2 separate regions of the Rattus norvegicus genome follow, and region 2 is linked to region 1. Evidence: chromatin contacts called from public Hi-C data. All regions are on one chromosome and are shown on one strand. The core of a region is the stretch at or near the end of the contact, and the rest is flanking DNA. Distances in the headings are between cores, read along the strand shown.

What was found. Hi-C and Micro-C count contacts between places; a contact is called where the count stands out from the background.
Region 2: a contact with region 1 is called in a Hi-C map of kidney, with 2.0 times the contacts expected there. The contact joins the promoter of Ripk4 here to the promoter of Tmprss2 in region 1. A contact is called at or near these places in 4 of 12 Hi-C or Micro-C datasets (kidney, liver and mammary epithelial cells).

Annotation. Positions count from the first base shown.
Region 1 is chr11:50,441,236-50,447,704 of GRCr8, reverse strand. It overlaps Tmprss2 (transmembrane serine protease 2), which reads left to right and starts at 4,591. Exons shown (of 14, transcript NM_130424.3): 1 at 4,591-4,670.
Region 2 is chr11:50,611,009-50,617,309 of GRCr8, reverse strand. Ripk4 (receptor-interacting serine-threonine kinase 4) reads left to right here and starts at 3,141. Exons shown (of 8, transcript NM_001107103.1): 1 at 3,141-3,368. The coding sequence starts at 3,187.

The DNA.
Region 1 (6,469 bases), core at 3,342-5,841:
AAAATCTTTGCTTCCTGATTCTTCCGCTTTATGCTGTGCCAGACCGGAGAACTTCATTCTGAGGGCAGATGCTCCTGCTGGGAGACACAAAATTTCCATTCAGCAGTAAGTGAAAAGGATCACCTGACCACATTGGGTAGACAGGCTAAGAAGAGAGTTGCAGTCCTATTGGGGATGGGTGACCTGGGCCACTAAGAGCAAAGAATACTGCTACTTTACCATGCAGTATGCAGTGTGGCCCAGATCAGTTACACAGCTCCACTCCAGACTCTTGCCTGGAGTGCAGGCCAATCCTTAGGGCATCACTTCAATTTATCATGCATGTAATTAACTTTAACAACCCGATTCTGGAACACTGCTATCAGGCCAGACTCTTCTGGAATGAAGGCATGTGTCACACCACCAGCCAGCTCAGGTGCTTGGAGAAGGCATAGTGAGCACAGTGGGTAATGACAAAAGGTAGTTGTTAATGCCAGTTAGGTCCATTTAGCCTGTATAGAAAGTGACACTGTAGTTGTCATGAATATGCATTCCTTATTTTGTTTTGAATATTTCTTTTTGTGTAATGTGTGTTCCTTCCTTCCTTTCTTCCTTCCTTCCTTCCTTCCTTCCTTCCTTCCTTCCTTCCTTCCTTCCTTCTGCCTGCCTGCCTGCCTGCCTGCCTGCCTTCCTTCCTTCTCTTATCACATACGATGTAATGGCTTTAGGATTGGGGAGATGGCTCTTGTGGTTGAGAGCTTGCTTTAAGCATGAGGAACTAAGTTTAGTTCCCAGACTATATAGTAAAAGCCAGGCATGGTGGTGCATACTTGTAATCCCAGTCCTGGGGGAGAGACATGAATCTTTAGGGGTTGCTGGCCAGGCCCCCCTAAGACTACTTGATGAGTTTTAAGCCAGCAAGAGACCCTGTGTCAAAATAAAAAAATTAAGAAGGTGGATAGTACTTGAGAAAGAATACTTAAGGTTTTCCTCTGGCCTCTAAATGCATATACATCCATGTGGCATATACACAAAGATGAACTGACTTCCTATCATTGCATTCATAGGCACTGTCGTTTGACATCATGGTATGTAAGCTATAGGGAGAACCAGGGAGGAGCTGACACACCATGCAGGACTCTATGCTCTCTGGAAAGGGAATCAGCATCTTTCCAGTTGTGAGCAGGTTATTTTTGTTTATTTGTTTGCTCTGGAGAATTAGAAACTCACGTGGTCTTTATTCAGGGATTTGGTTTGGCTGAGAGAGACCAACTTGGGTGTGTTGTGGGTGTGTTGTTGGTGTGGGCAGACTTACGATGGCTAACTTCACACTATAAGTTGTCAGGGCTACAAGATGCCCAGGTCGGTGACTAGCACTCACTTCTGGACGAGGTTAGCACTGAGTGGAGGAGATCAGATTTGTCCTCATGGTTGTCTAGTTTGTCCACACTCTGGGTAGAAAAAACAAAGGTAGAGGAGGCGTGAGTTGGACATCATTATTCTCCATTCCTGAGTGTTCCTGGTTCTTTCTCCATCAGACGTGGACTGGTCTTTGGTCCCAGGTCTCTGAGCTATGATTCAAGTTTCTCCGAAGTCATGAGCCAATTCTTGATAATAAGCCTCTTAAATACTTCCTCCTAGTTCTGTTTCCCTGAAGAAGTGATATCCAAGGGGAAATGGATGTTGAATGAATGCCTTCCACAAGACAACTGAGTGCACATGCTAGCTGTGTGCAGGTGGGCATCAACACAGTATCAAAACACAAGTGAGTTGTCACCAAAGACCTGAGCTATGTGGGGTAGAATTGACCCACCGGAGCCCACTTAGACAACAGTGACACACCTGGGAAAGTCCCCTCTATACTTGATGGCACCGATGAGGGCCATCTGATTTACTCAGTCTGTCAGTGGCAGTGTGGCCTGGACCGGGTTACACATTTACACAGCCCCACGGTGTAGCCTACAGCAGCCTGATGTTGTTATCATTATTATTTGTTGTTGTTGTTGTTTGTGATTGTGTGTTGTAGTGTGCATGTGAAATTCAGAGGGCAACTTTCCGGAGTCAGGTCTCTCCTTCCACAATGTGGCTTCCAGGAATCAAGCCCCAGGGTCTCAGCCTTGGCAGCAAGTGCTTTCTCTGTCCCTGGGTTCTTTTCAGAGACTTCCACTCAGCTGAAACCAGGAGTCTTGACTCTGCCATTGGAAAGACTCCCAGGATGAGCCAATATGAGGTAAAGTTGGGAGATTTTATGAAGAGACGTTTTTAGGGCTGGGGAATGTAGAGCGGTGGTTAGGAAGGCTGCTTGCTTAGCGCGGATGAAAATGAAGCTCTGGAAGCCCCAGGAACAGATTTTGAAAAAGAGTAAGATGGGGGACCATGCCTAGAATGTCTGTACAGGTGGGAAGGGAAGAAGTTCAAGGTTACACCCAGGCACGGTAGTCTGTGCCTTTAATCCTAGCACTAGAGAGACAGAAATAGGTGGATCTCTGAGTTCAGGGCCAGCCTGGTCTACAGAGTAAGTTCCTCAGCTTTGTTTAGGTGAGACCCTGACTGTGTTACAGGGGCTAGGGGTGTAGTAAGAGAGCTCACTTAGAGGAAAGGACAATAAAGCACTCAAGAGTAGGCTTGGCTTCTCGGAGAGAGTCAAGCTTAAGAATTTTTACAACAGCCATAATAGACAATATTAGTAACTTCTGAGTTACACCTCAGGGTTGCCAAGGAAGTTAGGCGAGATATGTCAGCCTCTGCGGTGCCTATGGACCGCAACCCATATCGTAAAACTCTTGGTCACGAGGTTGAACAGAAGTCAAGATGTTTTAACAAGAAAACGAAAGTTAATAGCTTTGTTTGTGAGGCTTACATCTGGGAAAGAAGTAAGGCAGCCCCACACGTTCAGACCGTAAGCGTGGTCTGTTGCTTTTTTCACATTCTTATTTGAAACGCCTTCCTATAAAAGGACTGTCAACCTCACTGTTACATCTGCAGCTCTGTCAAGTGTGCCGAAGCTCTTGACTGGCTGGAGAGAGGTTTCAACCCACTGTACCCTGAAAGAAGGGGCTGCTTTACCTTTTATTTTCTCTTTATCCTGCTTCAAGTTCACCAAGTCTAGGGCTGATCTCTTCCATATGTAACCTTACAAATATGTGTGCTGAGCACCTTTCCAGAAAGGACCACGGAAGAGTGGGAGGGGGAAAGAATCTCAGGGAAGCCAGGAAAGGCTCCCAGGGCTGGCAGCCACAGTGCACTAGCATGTTCCTAATGTTCTTCTGCCATTATTTTCAGTTAAAACAACTTGTGTCGACTTTTGTGTAATGCAGATGGAACAAGGGTTTTAGGGTAATAATACTTCACGAGTGCCTGTTATTAAAGTGGGAAAACGCTCTTGAATCATTTTGGGTAATCTATTCTTTAAAATGACACAACAGATCACCGGAAGAAAAATCATTTTTGATTCATGTGGGCATGGAGGGAGCTCCTGCAAAACTCCATAAAATTCTCAGCCTCTGATGCCCTTCTTGCTCTGAACACTTTGATCTCAGTTCGTGAGATAGAGCACCAGGTCTATATGCAAGCTCCAGGGTGGCCGGGACTACACAGTAAGACCTTGTCTCAAAATATAAAAATCGATCTGAGACTGTGAGATTGTCTGAGGACCTAGGCTTATCCCTCTACCAGGTAATACAGAGAACAAGAGATTTGCTCCTGTGGTGGTTGTGAAGGCAAGCTACGGGGGGTCCATGGAAGCAAACTGGGAGGGCTAGAGGGAAAACCCTGGGGAGATAAAAGTTCCCATCAAGCAGCTCTCTCCCTGGTGCAGACACCTTTACAAAGAGGACGTTTTTCTTTTTCTTTTTTCCTTGTCATTTTGTTGTTTTATTTTTGTAGTTGCAGCTGCCCCATGCAAAAGGGGGCAGCTTTAGTCGAAAATCACCAGCTCGGTGCTCGCTAGAGCGAGCGCTGCTTCTGGTCTCTTAGAGCCTTATTTTGGCCGAGTGTCTCGGAGTCTGTCAAGTAGTAGAAGACCAGGTTGTAAAGACTGCAGAGAACTTCTCTGCCACCTCACCTCTGCCCCACCTTCGGTACAAGTAACAGTTTCTGGGAGCTGGGGGCTGAGGACTTCGGACCCAAGAGATTTTCCTCAGTAGGAAAGCCTGGCTTCACCGGAGAGTGTCCTTAAACCCGGAGCTGAAACACCTATGCTTAAGGGATGCACCCAACTGGGACCTTTTGGCGTCCCCAACCCAGAGCCTGTCGGGGCTGGGAATATAGCAGCTCCCAGACTTCCAAGGGACCGGATTAGAGTTCCCTTGGGGCTTCCGCGTGCAGTCCAGAGATCCGTCGCACCGGGACCCTGGCGTTCCCTTGGGTCTGAGCCTCAAGGGTCGGCTGCTCCAGAGGCGGGTCGCTGCCAGGGAAATGCCTCGAGTCCGGTCTGGTCTCTCCCTGCTAGGGGAGGAGCGCTCCCTGGGCTTCCCTCGGGGAAACTCCTCCTCTTTCCCCCGGACAGCCTTTCCTGGCTGTTCCCTCCTCTTGGCCGAGGTGACCGGGCACCTGCGTTTAGGGGTGTCACCCTGGCTCCTGGGACGCCGCCTCCGGAGATTTAAGCGAGAGCTGGAGTAGGTCGTGTACTTGGAGTGGACAAGGAAACCGAGAGCCCCGGCGGAGGCGGAGAGGGGCGGGGAGCACAGCAGGTGAGCAGCGCGCCGGACAAGGTCGGGGTCCCGGCACAGAAAAGGAAATGGGGTTGACCCGGGTCCGCCCCGCGGTGCCGGGGCTGGGAGTCTAAGGTACAGGTGAGTTAGGTGAGGCCAAGGTGCTACATGTGTGCGACCGTCTTGAGACTGAGCGGCCCGGGTGTACGTCCTGGGGACTGGGACCGGGCCCGGATAACCCCGATCCCTTGTCGCGCGGCAGAGATCCCAAGTCGACTCCGTAGATTCGCGGCTTGGCTTGTGGTCCTGCGGGTCCCTGACTAATGGCTTGGAGAAGAGAGTCCCTAGGAGCGGGGGTCCTTCGATGGAGCAAGCCCTTAGCTCGCGTCGCGTGCTGATATCCTTTCCTAGAGCGCAGAGGCACAGGTTCGTCTTCAATTCTCTTTGTTTCGGAAAAATCTCGGCAGTCAGGCTGGTTACCTGAACTCCTTCCGCTCCTTGGTCCCTACCGAGGTGGAGAGAAACTGGAAACTGGTTGAGATGCCAAGAACCGATACAGGCGGCGCTGCTGGGCCCTGGGGACCTTGGCAAGACGAGAATTGTCCGCCACCTGTGGGGAGGGAGTGCTCCAGCGGTCCCGTGCGGTGACCCGGGGCGACGATGCGGATCGACTGCCTTGGCTTTAGGCATTCACTGGAACCGACTTTGGAGGAGCTGGCCCTGGGACAGCAAGTCTGGCTGACAAGGGCGAGCTGTCTACTGGGGAAAAGGCTGACCACCTTTCCCCCAATATCTCACTGGGTGAGACTTGGGATGTGGCAGGGTACCCAAAGGTACAGTGGGCGCGGTGTGTGAGGACCTGCAAGCCCAGTTGAAGAAATTAACTGTCCCATGGCCTGCAAGTTTTGTGTGTCCAAGCCCTAGAGGGTGTTGGTGGCTTGTGGCTGGGCTTTTGCTCACTGGGAGCCCAGGCCCTTCACAATGGCCCCTAACTCAGTCCAGAGCGCGCAAAGGCCTCTGGTAGCTTGCTTAAGGGAGGGAAAAGCCCTGGATGTACCTAAAAAGCAGGAGTCCCCACAAGGGTCGGGTTTGGAGACCTTTCATGCAAATGCTTACCTTAGACCTGGGGCTAAGACAAGCCATCTAGTGCTGGCTCCTTCTAACTTCCAGCCAGCAAGAGCCAGACCTTATGGAAAGTTCCAAAGGGCAGGCCATTTACAAGGTGTAAAAATCCAAAGCAAGGTGGGGGTTGTTTACTTGGTTTGGGAGAAGGGGAGAGGTTCTTTTCCTGGTAGGAAGGCTGGGGGCTGGGCAGTTTCACCAGGAGACACAGGGACTGAAAGATCCCAGGCAACTGCTCTACTGCAGTGGTCTGTGGTGAAGGACCTCCAGGTAGGCAAGGTGGACCACTCCCCACCCTTAGCTGTCTCTACTGAAGAGGTACTTGGGGTCCCTCTCGCAGTGACCTGACTGGTCCTGTCATAAGATGTTTTAGAATGAAAACTCAAAAGCCAGGTGTGGCGAGATTTATTTTTAATTCCAGAACTTAGGAGGCAGAGGCAGACACATTTGGCACTCTGTGAGTTCAAGGTCATCAAGGCTCTCTAGTAAGACCCCGTATAAAGAGAGAAAGAAGAAAAAGGAAAGAATCTGAAGAATGTCACCAAAGCATGAGGCTAAGTGAAAGAATTGAGAGGCGCTCCTGTGGCTTGGACTCATATCTCAGTCTTTGGTCTTTTTAGGCATCTCTGGTCGATGTACTCAGCTCATTCCCAGGCTTGGTCTCTCTCTCTCTCTCTCTCTCTCTCTCTCTCTCTCTCTCTCTCTCTCTCTCTCAT
Region 2 (6,301 bases), core at 1,892-4,391, 170 kb before region 1:
GCCTGGGTTGGCCACAGGCTTGTTATGTAGCTAAGGATGAGCATCTGATCTTACAGAATGCTGGGATTGGTTTATGCAGATCTAGAACTCCATTCATGTGCTGAGCTACACACACACACACACACACACACACACACAAACACACACACACACACACAGACACAGACACACACACACCAGCCTTCAAATGAGGACTTTAAGGCCACAGAAACTTGTGTGTGGAGGAAATAGAGAGGCCGGTCATTGCCAATATGGCTATAGCTTCACACCACCCCCTGGGACTGTCTGCCAGGCTCTCATCCTGGGGTTGAATCTCTGGGGCAGGGAATGAATGAAAGTTCTCCAGAAGAGCGTGGGAAAGACTGATGGGAGTGGTGGGGGATCAGGGGCCAAAGGGGGTGGAGTCTCTGAGAGAGGAGTGTTTCTGTAAACAGAAAGTATTCGCTTGACAAGCAGTGGGGAGTCAAAGGAGGGTATGTTCAGCCCTTTGCCCAGGGGGCTGCTAGACACCTACCCCAGGCCTCACCCAAGCGAGGTCTTTAGAATTAAGGCAGGCAGAATCCCTATCAAGATCAGGCTAGATTCTTTTAAAAACACCACTCAAAGACAATTGGTAAGTTTCAAGTTTTGGCAGGAAAGAAGCTGGGGTGAGGGGTAAGTGGGTGGGGTGGGGTGGAGTGGGGAGGGCAGGCTTCAGGCTTCAGGCTTCTTTAGCTCCACACTCCTGGGCTTAACTCCATCCCAGAGCTGTGATTGCTCTAGGGATCCAGAAGTCCGCTAACTTGAAAATAACCCTTTAAACCCCCTTGGCCCAGATACACACCGGGAGTAGGAAGTAACTACCATTGTTTAGCGGTTGTCAGGTAGGGTTGGCTTTCAAATTATCATTGCAGGGCTGCATGTAGGACTAGCCTGGAGTAGGTGCTATCCTCCCACATCTGAGCATCTGGGGGAAATCCTCAGTCTCTTGAAGTCACAGTCTTTGGGACCCTATCCCAGGTGGAGCAGCCACAAACCCAGAGTTCTTGGCTCTACTTGCCCTGAGTTCTTGCCCTGGGCCTGCAAGGCTTAACTGTGCTCTCCCAGTGAAGATGCCACAGGTAATTGCCCTGTCCTGTTCAGGGTCCTCTGCCAACCCCCTTGGTTTGGGCATAGTAATAAATGGGCCAGATGGAGAAGAGTTCACTTTGAGAACTGAGAAGCATCACCACTTAGGTTAACCGCTGGGTTTGGTGTAGGTAGAATCCCAACTTTGGCATTCTTACAATTGAAGGGTAGGATAAGCATTAGGAAGGTGAGGGGACTTGAATGTGTGAGCAGCACCCCCACCCGCCCCAGGTTCCTAGTTGATAAGCAAGCCTCCAGCTCATCTGCAAAAAACCTTCCAAGGCTTATGCACTGTGGCAGGCTAAGCCAAGCGACATCTCAGAAAAAAAGAGAAGCCAGTTCAGTGCTGTGACTTGGGTCCCTAAGTGAGCTGTCTGTTTTGTTCTTCCTGGGCTCCAGTTTCCATACGGAGGCTGCAGCAGACACTCCATAAATATTTGTTGAGTGAAGCATATGGATGATTAAATAAATGAAATTGGAGTGTTTTATTACTTGACTACTATGGGCTGTTAGTCACCCCCTTCCTCCTTGGTGTGGAGCAGGCGGGGTGAGACTAGAAACGTGAACAGAAAGATATCTGGAGCTGTACCCCGGAAATGGGTGCCATGACTCATTTTCTAGTCAATTATTTTCCTTACCAAAATAATGACTATGTTTACTTTCAAGTTATATTTATACATTGAAAAGCCCCAATTATTCTTAAAGGGGTAGCTTATACGTTAGGTCTATTCACTACAGATGAGTTTAAAATAGCCATCTGCTGCCTTGGTCTCGAATTATGTGGAAAAGGAAGGTGGTGGCTATGGCTCCTAGGAAACCCCTACCCCCAACCTCAACCCCAACCCCAACCCCAACCCCAACCCCAACCCCAACCCCAACTCCAACCCCAAGTAAGCATGTGGGGATGGGACTGTGGACCCCTTCACTGGGAAGCCAGCTGGGAGATGAGGCTCAGGGGAGAAGGCTCAGTTACAGGATATGACTTGAAATGGTCTACCCCTCAGGAGAGAGGTTCTCCAGCATTACTGTCCTCATATCGCCCGCTCCCCTTCTCCCAATTTTCATCTGGCTTGGTGAGGAATAGCTGGCTCTTTAGCACAGTGGACCCAAGTGTTTCCACTGTGAAAGTGGAGAGCTCACCAGCAGGCACTTTCACCTCTCACCCGGGCTCTCTTCCTAAAGCTGAAATTTCCCAAAGGTGAACAGGTCGATTATCCTTCCTTTTCCAGCCATCTGTTTACCTTTAAAAGGTCACTGTTTTCCATAATGAAGGGATATTTGCTTTTAAACCAAGGTCTCACACTGAAGCCCAGGCTGATCTCAAATTTGAGGTGACTCCCCCTGCTTCAGTTTCCTCAGAACTATGATTTACAGGCTTGAGCTATAGGGCAGGGGTGATTGAATTTTAAAGAACCAGTTACCTCCTATGAGGAGCTCGGTGAAAAAACAAGACGCAAGAGGAGTGGAAAACCAGTCCCAAAGGTTGAATACTATATAACTCTCTAATATAAACAAATGTTTTCAGCAGGGGGAGGTGAGGGAGAAAAAAGACTAGCGATGGCCAGGACCTAAGAGCGCAGTTGCAAAAGGCTCCCAGGAGGGCACAGAATGTTCTGTTTTTCCACTGGTGTGGGGTACACGAACTGACCCAGACGATAGCATTGTGTAGGATTTAACGTCCGCAAACGAAGATGCGCATAACCGGGGAAACCTGATCAAGCCAGGAGATTGATTGGATCTTAAGTTCACATCCAGTTGGAGATTATACTTTGCTGTGTTTTGCAGAGTGGCAGCAGTGTGAGAAGTGAACTAGGCACTTAACTACAACTGCTGTGAAAAGTTGCCCAGTCACAGCGCATGCCCTAGGGAGCGCAGGGCTTCCACGGATCCCCTGGTGAAGGTTCCGCATCACCGGGCACAGGACTCTAACCCACTGCCGCTCCCTTGAAGGCGTCGGGGGGGGGGGGGGCGGGCCGGCTGGCGAATAGGGATAGCGTCGGAAGTGACGTCAACGGGCGGGGCGCGCACCTGAGCACCTGGGCGGTCACGGTTGAGCCAGGCTGCGGCAATACGCACGCGATGGAGGGCGAGGGCCGGGGCCGGTGGGCGCTGGGGCTGTTGCGCACCTTCGATGCGGGCGAATTCGCAGGCTGGGAGAAGGTGGGCTCGGGCGGCTTCGGACAGGTGTACAAGGTGCGCCACGTGCACTGGAAGACATGGCTCGCGATCAAGTGCTCGCCCAGTCTGCACGTCGACGACAGGTCAGCTTCCGGGCGGGGCCGGGTGGGATGGGGGCTCTGCGCTATGTGAGGCGCCGGGAAAGAGAGTTTGAGGCACTCAGGCCACGGATCCCTCGCAGCTCCAGAGCTTCTGGGATCCGGAGCGGTGGCCCTGAGCCCTGCGAGGTGCGTCGGGCTCGTCCAAGACCCCACCAAACGCTGCGGTCCGCGCCGGGCTTAGAGAAATTGCCGTGTGGGGTTCCGCGCTTTGTGAATGAGTTAGATTCCGTTCCACTTAGTAATTTTCGTCGGAGCACAAATTGGTGTAAGACCGTAATTATTTTGTTCGGAAGCACCGGCTGGGTTCAGGCGAGGCGCAAAGCGGCTTACAGGGCTCCGCGTCCCGCTTGGGTCTGGGATCTGGTTCCGCCCACCGCTTTCCTCCGCACACCTTCGTTTTCGGGGACTTCGGGTGGGGAACCAAGACCCAGAAAACGCCTTTCTTTGACCCTGGGCAGGTGACTCCGGGCACCTTGGGCCTTTCTTTGTCCCTCCTAGCGGATTGTTTCAGCGATTGGAAAGGACTCAGAGCGGTCCCCCGTAAACTCTATGGCGATTGTGGTTTGTGAGTAAATTTGGAAGTGAGGTGCTGAGCAGTTCTTCCAAAGCATTTTCCCCAGATTTCACTGTTTACGTCGGGGTAGTGATAGGTTATGTATGAGCCTTAGAATGGCAGATTTAAATGCCATTCTTATTCTTTAATTAAGCTGACATGGTGGTGATGTTGGCATTTTACCCAGAGATACCTCTTAAACTCCATCAAGCTGCTTGCAGGACCAGCCTTAAGCCACAGGAACTCCGAATTCCAACGTTACTTTTGGAGTGGTGTCACTGGCTGCCTGGGTGGCAATAAGGAGTATGGTTTGCGGATGAGACCTCTGTCTTCTCCCTTTATGCCTCATCTCTAGCCTGGAGACTCTGTCAGAGCTCTCCTGTGTTTGTGTTTGCTTGCTTGATTGCCTTTTGCTGTCACCCAGCTTTTCTTAGAAACTGTAGTACAGTGGAAACTAGTGTCTAAAATCACTACCAGCTCACCAAGCTGTGTAAAGCCTCCCCGACCCTTCAGGCCAGGAGGAAAACTAGCACTATGGTTGTTTAGGTGAAATCCAAACCATTTTTGAATAGCAGCCCACAGTTTTTCATAGGTAAAAAAACAAAAACAAAACAACACCCACAAAAACCTGTGCGTGGGTGTTTCTTATGCCCTCAGAGACTTAGTGGGATCCTTTTCTAGGCAGAGTGAATGTTATTCACCATCAAACACTTGACAGAATTTGATTATAGGAGGGTAAATATGAACCACCCCAGGGGTGGCGTCCTTGGAGTCAATGTGTGGTACAGTCCTACAGGTCTTTTGGGGAAGGTGGGGGTGACCAGGTCGAAGGCAGGATTTTCCCACTTGCAGAGAGCCTGTGTTGAATTGTTTGTCCTTTAATTGCAAGGTCTTTCTTCCCTGCCTGAAGCAGGCAGGTGGTGGCATGTTAGCAGGCAGGTAGAGGTCAGCAGCACCCAGCAGGAAGTACTTGGCCACCAGGTCAGGGCTGCCCTTGCTCTTTTGTACGTAGGATTGACTTCTCCCACCCAGGACAAGCTAAGTGTTTAAGCTCCCTTCGGTGTTAGGAAGTCACAAAGTGTTGCGGCCAGGAAATGCTTAGGAATTCACTTTGTTCTGCTCTGCCTGAGGGGCCTGTTGCCCCGGGCTAGCCAAGTTGCTTCTGAAGCTTGAGAGGGAGGCTGACTTTACCTGGGCTGTTGCTGTAGTCCTGCCTTTGGCCGCCTTTGCAAGGCATTACCTTTCGAACTAGAAACAGAATTTTCCTAGGGGCTTTGTATGCAGCCCCTCCACATCCCCAGCCAGAGGACAGGAAGTCTTATTTGCAGGATTCTAACCTCAGAGATTAGAGGATTTCAACTTGGAATTCAAGGAACTTTTTTTTGAGGTTTGAGAGAAAACAACAGGACCAACAAGCCAGTCTTAGCAGCGGGGACACAAAAGAGAAAGTTCCATTTCTGAGAGAGGTCGGGCAGGCAGGCTCCACAGTGGACCTCAAGAAGGACTTCAGACACAGAGAGAGTGGAAAGATGCCCAGGGCGTTAGAGTGAACAGGCTTAGGGTTTTGGCTAGTATACCAAAAAGGGTGGCAGGAAGAAAGAAAGGAAAAGCTGTGAAAAACATACAGGCTTAGCAGTGAGGGCCTGCAGGCAGCTTCCCCAAAGTTAGGGCTTCCCTGGCATCACACATACATTTCGCTAGGAGGGTAGTTATTTCCTCCATCTCTTTAACACACCTTTAGGTGAATTGTGTTTCTTGCAGTTAAAGCTTTTTTAGGGGTCTTTTGCCGTCCGTATGTTTGGCGGGCTTCTGAGGGGAGGGACGAGTTGCCTTTGCTACCTTGTAAATAAGCTCAGTATGGTGGCCCATCCGTTTAACCCCAGCACTCAGGAAGCAGGGGCACGGGAATCTTTATAAGTTTGAGGCCAGGCTTGTCTAGCTCCAGGACTATCCGGCCTAGGTAGAACAGTGTTTCTCTGCCTTCCTAATGCTGCGACCCTTTAGTATACAGTTCCTCATGTTGTGGTGACCCCCAACCATACAATTATTTTGTTGCTACTTCATAACTGTAATTTTGCTGCTCTTATGATTCATTATGTAAATATCTGATATGAAGGATATCTGATATGTGGCTCCCAGAGGGGGTTGAGAACCATTGATGCAGAGAGACCTTGGGGTTTTTTTTTTTGTTTGTTTTTTGTTTTTGTTTTTGTTTTTGTTTTTAAATAGCCATCCATACTTTGCCAGGAGGAAACAGCCTTCCTCTATTGGCCTCATGACAAAGCCTTGCTAACTTTACCTCTAAAGAGGGGCCATTGTGGTGCTTCCCCAGGGGTACTGGAAGTAGTGTCATCCATAATAA